Linked DNA regions of Mus musculus: all the other regions are linked to region 3. Evidence: chromatin contacts called from public Hi-C and HiChIP or PLAC-seq data. All regions are on one chromosome and are shown on one strand. The core of a region is the stretch at or near the end of the contact, and the rest is flanking DNA. Distances in the headings are between cores, read along the strand shown.

Region 1 (3,041 bases), core at 105-2,604, 120 kb before region 3:
CGTGTGATGAGGACCAGAAGACAGATCAGCAGGATCCACCCTTGAACAGGTGAGAGACCCCAGAGGCTGGCTCAGACGATAGTAAAACCAAGTAGGCAAGGCCAAGATGAACACTTCAGCTTAGGGGTGAGCTCCTGCCTGAGCAGCGAGCTGGGGGAGGAGTCTGACCTCTAAGCTGATTTCCAAAATGTAAATATTTCCACCGCAGCAGATTTCACGCTGTTGCTGTGAACATGGAGCAAGTCCCTCCCTCGGCTGATAAAAGCTGGCTTCAAGTCAGCAGCAGGACCTAGGGGCCTGGCTGGGAGTGGAGAGAGGCAGCTACTGGTTTCTGGCTTGAGTGTTAAGTTGGACTCTGGTTCTTCTGCTGAAAGGGAACAAGTCCCACGAGAGTGATTATGGTATGGCATTGCCAAGTAGAGAGGGCAGGAGAGGAAGGAGAAGGGGAAGGGTGAGGGGGAAGGGGAGGGGGAGGGGGAGGGGGAGGGGAAGGGGAGGATCAGTTGGGGCTGGATAAGCAGCCATACACATCCAGGAGTCCATTTCTTGCTGGTGTTGTGTGTGCATGTGTCTTTGCATGTGTGTGTGTATAGGTGCATGTGTGTGAAAAAACAGCACTTACCAGAGTGGCAGGAGAGCCAGGAAAACAGGATGGAGGCACAGGACCTGGGAGTCATAAATGTGATGATGGACCTGGGTGTGATGTCACATGCCTAACATCCTAGCACTTGGGACATGGGGGCAAGGGCACAGGAATTCAAGGCTAATCTCAGCCATGCAGTGGGCTCCAGGCTGGCTTAGGCTATGTGAGATTCTGTCTAAAACAACCAAACTTAAACAAAACAGGGTGAGTGTAACTGCTTGCAGGACAGAGTACCCTCGGATTGCTCTCCTCCCATCTCAGTGGGAAGGCAGCGAATTTGGTTTAAATGGATGGGCTGGAGAGATGGCTCAGCGGTTAAGAGCACTGTCTTCTCTTCCGGAGGTCCTGAGTTCAAATCTCAGCAACCACATGGTGGCTTACAATCATCTGTAATGGAACCCAATGCACTCTTCTAGTGTGTGTCTCAAGACGGCTGCAGTGTACTCACATAAATAAATTTTTTAAAAAGTAATAAATCTTAAAAAAATAAGTTTCTTCTTTAAAAAAAAAAAGTGGATCACACAGAGAGCCTCATGCTAGCATCGAATGGCTCTGCCCTGTGTTGGCCACTCCAAGGACAAGCGTGTTCACCGCCTCCCTTACTGGCCTTTGGAGGCAGTCAGTGGGGCAGCCTCATTACTGTAGTGGCCTGACCGAAAGATAATGATCTTTCCAGCTTCAGCTGGCCTCTGGATGTGTCGCTCAGGCGGCAGCGTCAATTACTGAGCCGGCCTGTGGCTGTCAGACCTGTCACAGCTGCTCTTCGTGATACCCTGAAGAGCCACAAAAGCGAATCCGTCTTAGCGGATGCTTCTTTGGAGTGGGCATGTCCCTCACACTCTGTCCTGAGTGAGGCAGCCCGCTCCACCCCCTCTCAGAAAAGAGGGTCACCTAAGGCCTGTCTAGGGGTTCAGGGGTGGACACTGATTCTTGGTGGCTGTGTACTGGTGGCCAATGCTGACCTCGATTCTATCCAGAGGGATCCCTGAGTCTCCCAGTCCTGACTCCAGCAGGGTGGGCAGGCAACTACATTAGCTGGGCCCTCCCATCCCATTCAGCACTTGACCACAGGGGCCTCTGTTCCGTGACAGATTGGATTGCAAAGGCAAGGCCAGGAGCTCCCTGGATCATTCCAGGGGGAGGCAGGGAGGCAGGGAGAGCTTGGCGTGGCTTTTCCCTGCTAAGCATCTGAGTAGCTATAGTCCACATTCGGAAAGGAAAGGGAATCTCCCAGGAAGGGCCTTCAAGGTGCAGTCAAGGTACAGCCAAAGTCTGGGGCAAGAGTAACCCAGGAGGCCTCTGGTCTGAAGATCTGTATATAGGAGAGCAGGTAAGACCCCAGAATACAGATGTGAGCAGGTAAGACCCCAGAGTACAGATGTGAACAGTGGGCTTGGGAATGACGCATGTAGACACCACCTAGCCTGTTTTTATAATGGCCAGCCTTACTCTGCCCAGCCCAGATCTTGTATGCAGCCCCTTGGGGTTTCTCCCTGGAGATCTATCTCGTCCAGCGTGTAAGAAGGCTGAGCACACTGGCTTCAGAGCAGCCAAGGCAATGAAGACAGTAAACCTTCCTGGTGGGACTGAGTTCTCCACACACACTGCCCCACAAGCTCCATGCACTGTAGAGTCAAGAAAGCTGACTGTTCCCAGGGCCCTGCCTGTGAGGCTGAGGAAGCGAGGGAGGGGTTTCTAAGGGCTACATACTCAAAGGTCACTCTTGGGGCACCTCAGAAGCAGCCTGATGTGAGTGAGGCCCAAAGGAGATGGGGAAAATGGATTCGGAATGATGTCATGGTGTGGATGGGACATGAGAGGTCAGGAACTCAAGGGGAGAGGAGTGGGGGATGGTAGATTTTGTTGAATAGTGGAGGGCTTAGTGGGTCAGGGGCAAGCATGAGGAGGGTGAGGAGAGCTTCCAACAAATGGTCAGTCAGTCGGGTCCTCTCCACAGTAAATTCTGTCAGGGACGAAGGAGCCAGGGGTGGGGGTGGGGGTGGGAGAAGGGAGAATGATGTTGTGTTAGCCCAAACCTGAAGTGCAGATCTGAACATTGCCTTAGTGTAGAACTCTCTACCTATAGGCAGTCAGGGCTGGGTGCAAATAGTGCCCATTAGCCAGCCTGGGACTGTACGCTTAATTGCATTGTTTGTTTGTTGGGGGGGGGTTAGGGAGGGCTCTTACTCTGTAGCCCAGGCTAGCTTCAGACTTATGGGTCAGCCTCTAGAGTGCTGGGATCATAGACATGAGCCACCGAACCCATCTTCCGCCTCAGCAGTGCGAGGCAGCAGAGAAACAAGCTGCACAGTGCGGCCTGGCGACACCCAAGGCCATCGTCACTTGTAACACCATGCTCCTTAGCAATGACCCTGCACAAAAGCATTAGACGGTGATC
Region 2 (2,786 bases), core at 146-2,645, 66 kb before region 3:
TATTGCTTTCTTGGTACCGAATCACAATTAGGCTGCTGCGAGTGGTACAGGGAAGGAATAAATGAATAGTAACAAATCAACACAAACAGCTTGTGTCAGGAGCACTTCGCTCAGGGAAAGGAACGTAAGCATTACTTAAAGTTTTATGACTGTGTTTGGTGTGATTTACATAGACCAGCAGGGTTGCCCATCACGTAAGCACGTTGAGCGTGGCTCCCCTGCATCTGCCAATAGAACTTCACAGTGAAGACCCACCCACGCACCTCACCTGGCTCCACCCACCACAGGGGAATGCTCCATGGCAGTCCCTCACCCTACGATCTGAGGGTCTGAGGCTCCAGCGCCTCTCCACCACACTGTACCACTCTACCCCAGAACTCCCAACCATACTCTGGTTCCCACCCGTCTGTAACTCACACATCTGTGCACTTGGACAGCTGTTTCAGAGCAGTGCTAGGTAGAAAGAGGGACAGAAATCCAGTGCCTTTGAAATTAAGGGTTCTGCTCTACCAGCTGGCTGTTGGCATGGCAGGGCATATTCCAAGATCAACAGAGCAGAATCTCACCTGACAATATGACCTATCCTAGAAGGGACCACAGAGGGGCCCTCCTGACCCAGATGGGCACCATACATAAACTTATGCCTTTTCTCCCCGGCCCCTCCCACAGTACAGACATCAGATGGCTGGACCCCTGGCCTGCGTATGCACCACAACCACACACATTAGGGCACCCACCAGAGGCACGATTCCTTCTAGCCGTCTTCAAGCTCCCTTACTGTCTGGTTTCTTTTTGCACAGACTACACATAGTCTCAGGGACCATTTAGTTCCTGTACTGTGATGGTTCTGTCCTGTGGGACCCAGCTGTGCTGACTCAATGTCACTAGCTATTCTGGAGCTCTCAAGAGGCTACAAAGTCCCCAGAGGAGCCAGCTCAGTCACGCACACTCGCTTCCTCAGAAGCTGGGAGAAGCTGGACCCATTTTTGACAGCCGCCAGCTGTAGGGGTTGACCCGGGTGTGCGTCAGCACAGTGGCTTACCCACTGTTTCTGGGGCCTGCAACTGAACTGGCTTCTTACTCACTGTGATGAAAGAGGTAACTCGTCAGCCTCCACACCCCATGCAGGGCTTCTGGCAGCGGCTGCCGGGTTTAGGCAGGATTCTGGGCTTTATGTGCGTTTCTTCCTGTCCTCTTGAGACCTGTGGCCTTCAATCTGGGCTCAAGGCCACTGTATTGAGGTTCAGAGCTCCAGTTTGCAGAAGCAAAACAATGAAGTGGTACAAAGGGGGCGAGGAACTGAGTTGGGGGAGCTGGGGCTAGTGCTAGGGAAAGAGCCCCTGGCTGGAGGAGAGGGGGCATCCATCCCTCCTGTGCTTCAGGCTGCAAACCGGAGTGTCACAGGAAGCCATCCATCTAAACCTCTGGCGTGCACATCTCTTTCATCTTGTTCCTGCTAGCAGTGTGTTCATGCACATGTCCCTCGAGAGGAAGCACACCTCTGAGGGCTCCTCACAATAGATCTCTGCTAGTGCTGTGTCCTGGAAGCCAGGTTTCCTCTTCTTCTAAGCAGATTAACCTCCAGCCTCGGGCTCACGCCTGTGACAGCCAGCTTCATCATATCTGGCACCAAGAGCCCCGGAGACCCCCCTCTTTCCACACCCTATCTGCCCTAAGTGTCCCACATGTTCCTCTCACTGACTACACCCCACATCCCCAGCAGACATTAACTATTCCAATGGGTCAGAGGTACGGAGGAAATGTGTGTGTGTGTGTGTGTGTGTGTGTGTGTGTGTGTGTGTGTGTGTGTGTTAAGAGTGGGTCTGAGCCTCACAAATCCAGCATGTGATTTAATTTCTGTCTCAGGCCAGAGGGACCAAGTTCGAGGGATCCTCAGAACTGGACAGGGAAATTGAGTCAGACTCCAGTCACGAAGTTCAGAAGAAGAAAGGCTCCTCAGATCCCACCAGCATGTCCACCACCCAATAAATAAAGTAATTAATTCATGCAACAGAATTATTTTTTTGAGCTGGGATTTCACTACATAGTCCTGGCTGACCTGGATGTTGACCAGGCTGGTCTCAAACTCAGAGATTCATCTGTATCCGCCTCTGCCTCTCACGTGCTGGGATTAAAGGTGTGCACCACCACACCCAGCTATAAGAAAAGTTTTCAAAAGAAGACATGTTCATCTGGGTCTGGTGGTGCAGCCCTATAAGGCCAGCTACTCAGGAGGATAAGGTAGGGTCATAAGTTCAAGGCCAGACCATGAATCAAAATCAAAGTAATGAAGAATGATCAAGGGGTAAGACCCTGGGTTCAATTCCCAGTGACATTAAAAAAAAAAAAAAGAAAGACGTTATCCACTGGTATTCAGAACAATGTGGAAGATGCCCCGAGAGTTGGCAGAATTTCCTAAGTCTGAGATTCACTGAAGACAACAAACTGGCTGACCAGATGGGCAGCCTCTCCATCGCCCACACCAGGGGCTGCTCAATTGCTATGGAATCCAGAACCACGGCCTTGAAACTGGTGGCCTGACGCCCCCACACTGACACCGACGCCTGCTAGGAGGAAGCCAGGGCCCTTTCTCTGTTTACAAGGGTTACCGTCACCCAGCCCCGGCACACCAGGGCCATCAGGAAGGTCAGCATGCGACCCGCAGTGTTAAGTAGCAACCTCGGGGCTCACCTGGAACTTGCTGGGGGCTGAGCTCTATAGGGTCCTGGAGGCTGATGAAGAGGAGCAGGCCCGCAGCTCCAAACAGCAGGATGGACGAGAACATG
Region 3 (3,033 bases), core at 143-2,642:
GGGTCCTGCTGGGAGGCGGCTTAGAGATGCATCTCCGGTGATGCCGAAATGGCTGCAGGACAGACTGTTCCAAGATCCAACCGGTATGTCCGAAATCCAGGGCACAGTTCCCCGACTGTTACAACCCCAGGTGAGGGCCGAAGGGCCCAGAGACAAGATATACAACTAAAGTTAGGGTTTGGAGTACTGCGCGGGAAATAGAGAGAGGTCACTTGATGCCCAAGCGCCACCTCTGACCCTGCCCAAACCAGAGAACGTACATTCTCCTGGCCAGGCCATAGTATGAGCAAAACAGCCCCACGCAGCAGCTGAAGTTGCAACAGCCGCTAGCTAGGGCTGAGCTCGGTCCCGCTGTAAAGCAGATCATTTCACCATCCCCTACCCTCAGCCGCCTGAGGCTCCGACTCCCGCACTCGGGGACACACGCATACACACACCTCCTTGCGATCGCTGACGCACGCACACTCGCCGGGAGCACAAAACAGGCCGGGGCCCTAGAGAGTTGAGGGGTGGAGATGCGCGCGATGGAGCGCGGGGACACCTTGCGTCTCCTGGTAGGGAGCCAAGGTCGCTTGTAACTTCCCCTTTCGCCCTACGCACCCCAACTGGCCTCTAAGTCCCAGTTCCAAGCGCACACCAAAGCCTCGGCGCTCTGGACGCTCCAGCCCGGCCCTCGAGCACTCGTCGCTCAGCGCCCAAAGCAGCTTACACGCACCCAGCATCCAGGGTTAAGAAGAGGAGCGAAGGGTCCTGGAGGCGAGCCCTAGGAGAGAGAGGCAGTTCCCAGGCGCGGAGAAAACCAAGAATCCAAAGTCTAATTAAAGTTCCCACTCACGGGGGCTGGTCCCCAAAGTATCGCCAGACCCAAGCACCGCATGCCCCAACAGCACCTGCAGCTTAGGACTCTGAACCACGTCTAGTGGCGGGGTTTGCGCTCAGAACAGTCCCGGCATCATCCTGGGATTTCCAGGGACAACCCTTCGGGTGAACTATCAACATAGAGAGGGAACAGGGCGCAGCCACTTACCTGGCACAGCCAGCGCTCTCCAGGCCACGGGTTCCTCCAGTCCGGCGGGGTTCTCGGCGGCGGGAGAATCTTCCCTCCGGAGCTCTTGGGAAGCAAGAAGGATCTCCGCCCCAGTTCGGGCCAGGCTGCGTCTTTTTCCCGGTGTAGTCCAAGGTGCGGGGAGTGGGCGATCGGCGTAGAGTCGGCGACCGGAGCGCGCGGGAGAGGTTGCGGCGGCGTGCTCCTATTGGATCTTCTGCACCGGGTGCGTCCCCCTGTCTCTGCCGCCACCGCCCGGTCCTGTCTCTTCCCCGCGGTGCCACCGGATCCGGCTCACGCGCCGGGAAGGCTCCCAGCGAAGTGCGAGCGAAGCCTCCGGCAAGGCTGGAAATAGCGCCGCGCCCGCCCGGCGCCCCGCCCCCAGTCCGGGCCCCGCCCCACGGTGGAAAGAGGCGATCCCGGTGGCAGGGCAGAGATGGGGGAAATCTCTTCCCCGATCGCTCAGCCCTCTCGGGAGCTCACGGGCGCCACGCCCACGCGCGCTCTGCGGCTTCAGCAGCCCCACTGGCCGCGCGCTCTGTGGGAGCTGCCGCTGGGCGCGGTCGGGAGGCAGCGGGGGGGTGGGGCGGTATTGGCGCGGGCTGCGCCCAGCTCGGGGATCCCCGAGTGCTGGACTCTGGTCTGCCGCTTGACTCCACTCCGCAGCTTCTTAGCTGCCACTGCCCCAGTGGCGACACTGAGTAACCCTGCGCTGACCTAGGGAAAAAGAGAAGGCGCTAGCAAGCAGGGTCTTGGACCCAAAGCTGAGCGGCCGCGGGGCTTGCAAAGGAATTGGTGCGCAGAAAAATTCAGGTAGGTTCCCAGACTACAGTACGCGTGGAATTTGGACAAGGCCTGTCTCTTGTTGGCACTCACCACTAAATTTCTGGGTCTCAGTTAACCACAAGTGCCCAGTGAGCCGGATTCTCACTTAAGAACTTCATCCTTAAGCGTCGGTCTGGCACCAGCTTGAGGGCTGAAGCAAGCAACCTCTCCCCTCCCTCCAAACCCAGAATAAATGAGTGGGGAAACCTCCTACCCACAGCCACACAGTACAAGTGTAGAACCGGGACTCGGTTCCAGGGCTGTGGATTCAAATCTTGATTTTTCCAGAGAAGAGAAGCCCCGACCTGCAGGGGGCAATCAGACACTAGAAGGGAAGGCTGGGTGCGCATCTAGCAACCATTCTCAGCGGTGCCAACCAGTAAACAAGCCTGGTCTTGAAGGGACATACAGAATAAAATTAAACAAAACAAAACAAAACAAAACTGAAAAGAAGCTTCCAGTAAAACAGAGCGGTGGCTGTGGCCTCTCCCCTCCCTGAGTGGACTGGTTGGTTGGTTGATTGGTTGGTTGGTTGACCCAGCTCCATCCCAGATGGGTGATGAAGCTAAAGACTGAGGTGGATCTGTGGCCTTTGAGTGACCAGATAAGGGTGTGGCAGCCCTGATAAGGAGCAGAGATACTAACACTAGAGATGTGGAGGGCAAGGGAGCCTCTAACACTAGCAAGCTTGAAAGGCCTGAGTGGTAGTTGGGCTTCTTTAATGACTGCTGTGAACTCAGAGTATCCAAGGATCCTCTTCAGGGCAAGTGAGTTGGCAGTCAAGCATATGGTAGCCTTCCCTTCCATTGTTTTTGTTTTGTTTCTGTTTTTGAGATAGGTTCTCTCTGTGTAGCCCAGGCTAACCATGAACACATGATCTTCCTTTCTCAGCCTCCAAGTGCTTGGGTTACAGGCATGTAACACAACACCCAGCTACCTTTTATCCCTTTTTAGTTTTGCAACAATGAAGTATGTGCTACAAGATGCCACTAAGGTGCTACTGTCAACAATTCTGGGTGGGGGTGGGGGTGGGGTTGGTGGAGCTGGGGTTGGCCCAGGTATCCCGGTTTCAAAGTGGAATGCCAGAGAGCTCAAGATGGTCTGAGGCTCCGGCTGTGCTGTGACCTCTACAGCTCCTCTGGCTGTACAAGCTACTCGTGGGA

Evidence for each region. Hi-C and Micro-C count contacts between places; a contact is called where the count stands out from the background. HiChIP or PLAC-seq counts read pairs in DNA pulled down with a chosen protein or histone mark.
Region 1: an H3K4me3 HiChIP or PLAC-seq map of embryonic stem cells shows a contact between it and region 3, with 3 times the contacts expected there. The contact joins the enhancer-like site here to the promoter of Chst8 in region 3. A contact is called at or near these places in 12 of 39 promoter capture datasets (the 3T3-L1 cell line, cranial neural crest, embryonic stem cells and 7 more), 5 of 484 Hi-C or Micro-C datasets (Th1 cells, cerebral cortex, cortical glia and 2 more), 9 of 115 datasets of contacts at active chromatin or transcription factors (differentiating embryonic stem cells, embryonic forebrain, embryonic hindbrain and 5 more) and 1 of 9 other capture datasets (adipose tissue).
Region 2: a Hi-C map of muscle stem cells shows a contact between it and region 3, with 2.2 times the contacts expected there. The contact joins the enhancer-like site here to the promoter of Chst8 in region 3. A contact is called at or near these places in 2 of 39 promoter capture datasets (the 3T3-L1 cell line and embryonic stem cells), 9 of 484 Hi-C or Micro-C datasets (the AtT-20 cell line, cerebral cortex, granulosa cells and 5 more), 6 of 115 datasets of contacts at active chromatin or transcription factors (embryonic hindbrain, embryonic stem cells, neural progenitor cells and 1 more) and 3 of 9 other capture datasets (adipose tissue, liver and pancreatic islet).

The regions. Positions count from the first base shown.
Region 1 is chr7:34,689,002-34,692,042 of GRCm38.p6, forward strand. All of the region lies in intron 2 of Chst8 (carbohydrate sulfotransferase 8), which reads right to left. Among named protein-coding and RNA genes, the nearest start is that of Gm12781, 31 kb to the left of the region's middle. Within about 2 kb of position 1,355, at least 14 of the 459 cell types and tissues checked have an H3K27ac peak or open chromatin away from gene starts, as enhancers often do.
Region 2 is chr7:34,745,371-34,748,156 of GRCm38.p6, forward strand. It overlaps Chst8 (carbohydrate sulfotransferase 8), which reads right to left. Exons shown (of 4, transcript NM_175140.4): 2 at 2,692-2,786. Among named protein-coding and RNA genes, the nearest start is that of Gm38987, 66 kb to the right of the region's middle. Within about 2 kb of position 1,396, at least 44 of the 459 cell types and tissues checked have an H3K27ac peak or open chromatin away from gene starts, as enhancers often do. A contact at or near this core is called in muscle stem cells and olfactory sensory neurons, where this site is marked.
Region 3 is chr7:34,811,319-34,814,351 of GRCm38.p6, forward strand. It overlaps Chst8 (carbohydrate sulfotransferase 8), which reads right to left and starts at 1,393. Exons shown (of 4, transcript NM_175140.4): 1 at 1,028-1,393. It overlaps Gm38987 (a long non-coding RNA gene), which reads left to right and starts at 1,390. Exons shown (of 3, transcript XR_881950.3): 1 at 1,390-1,858.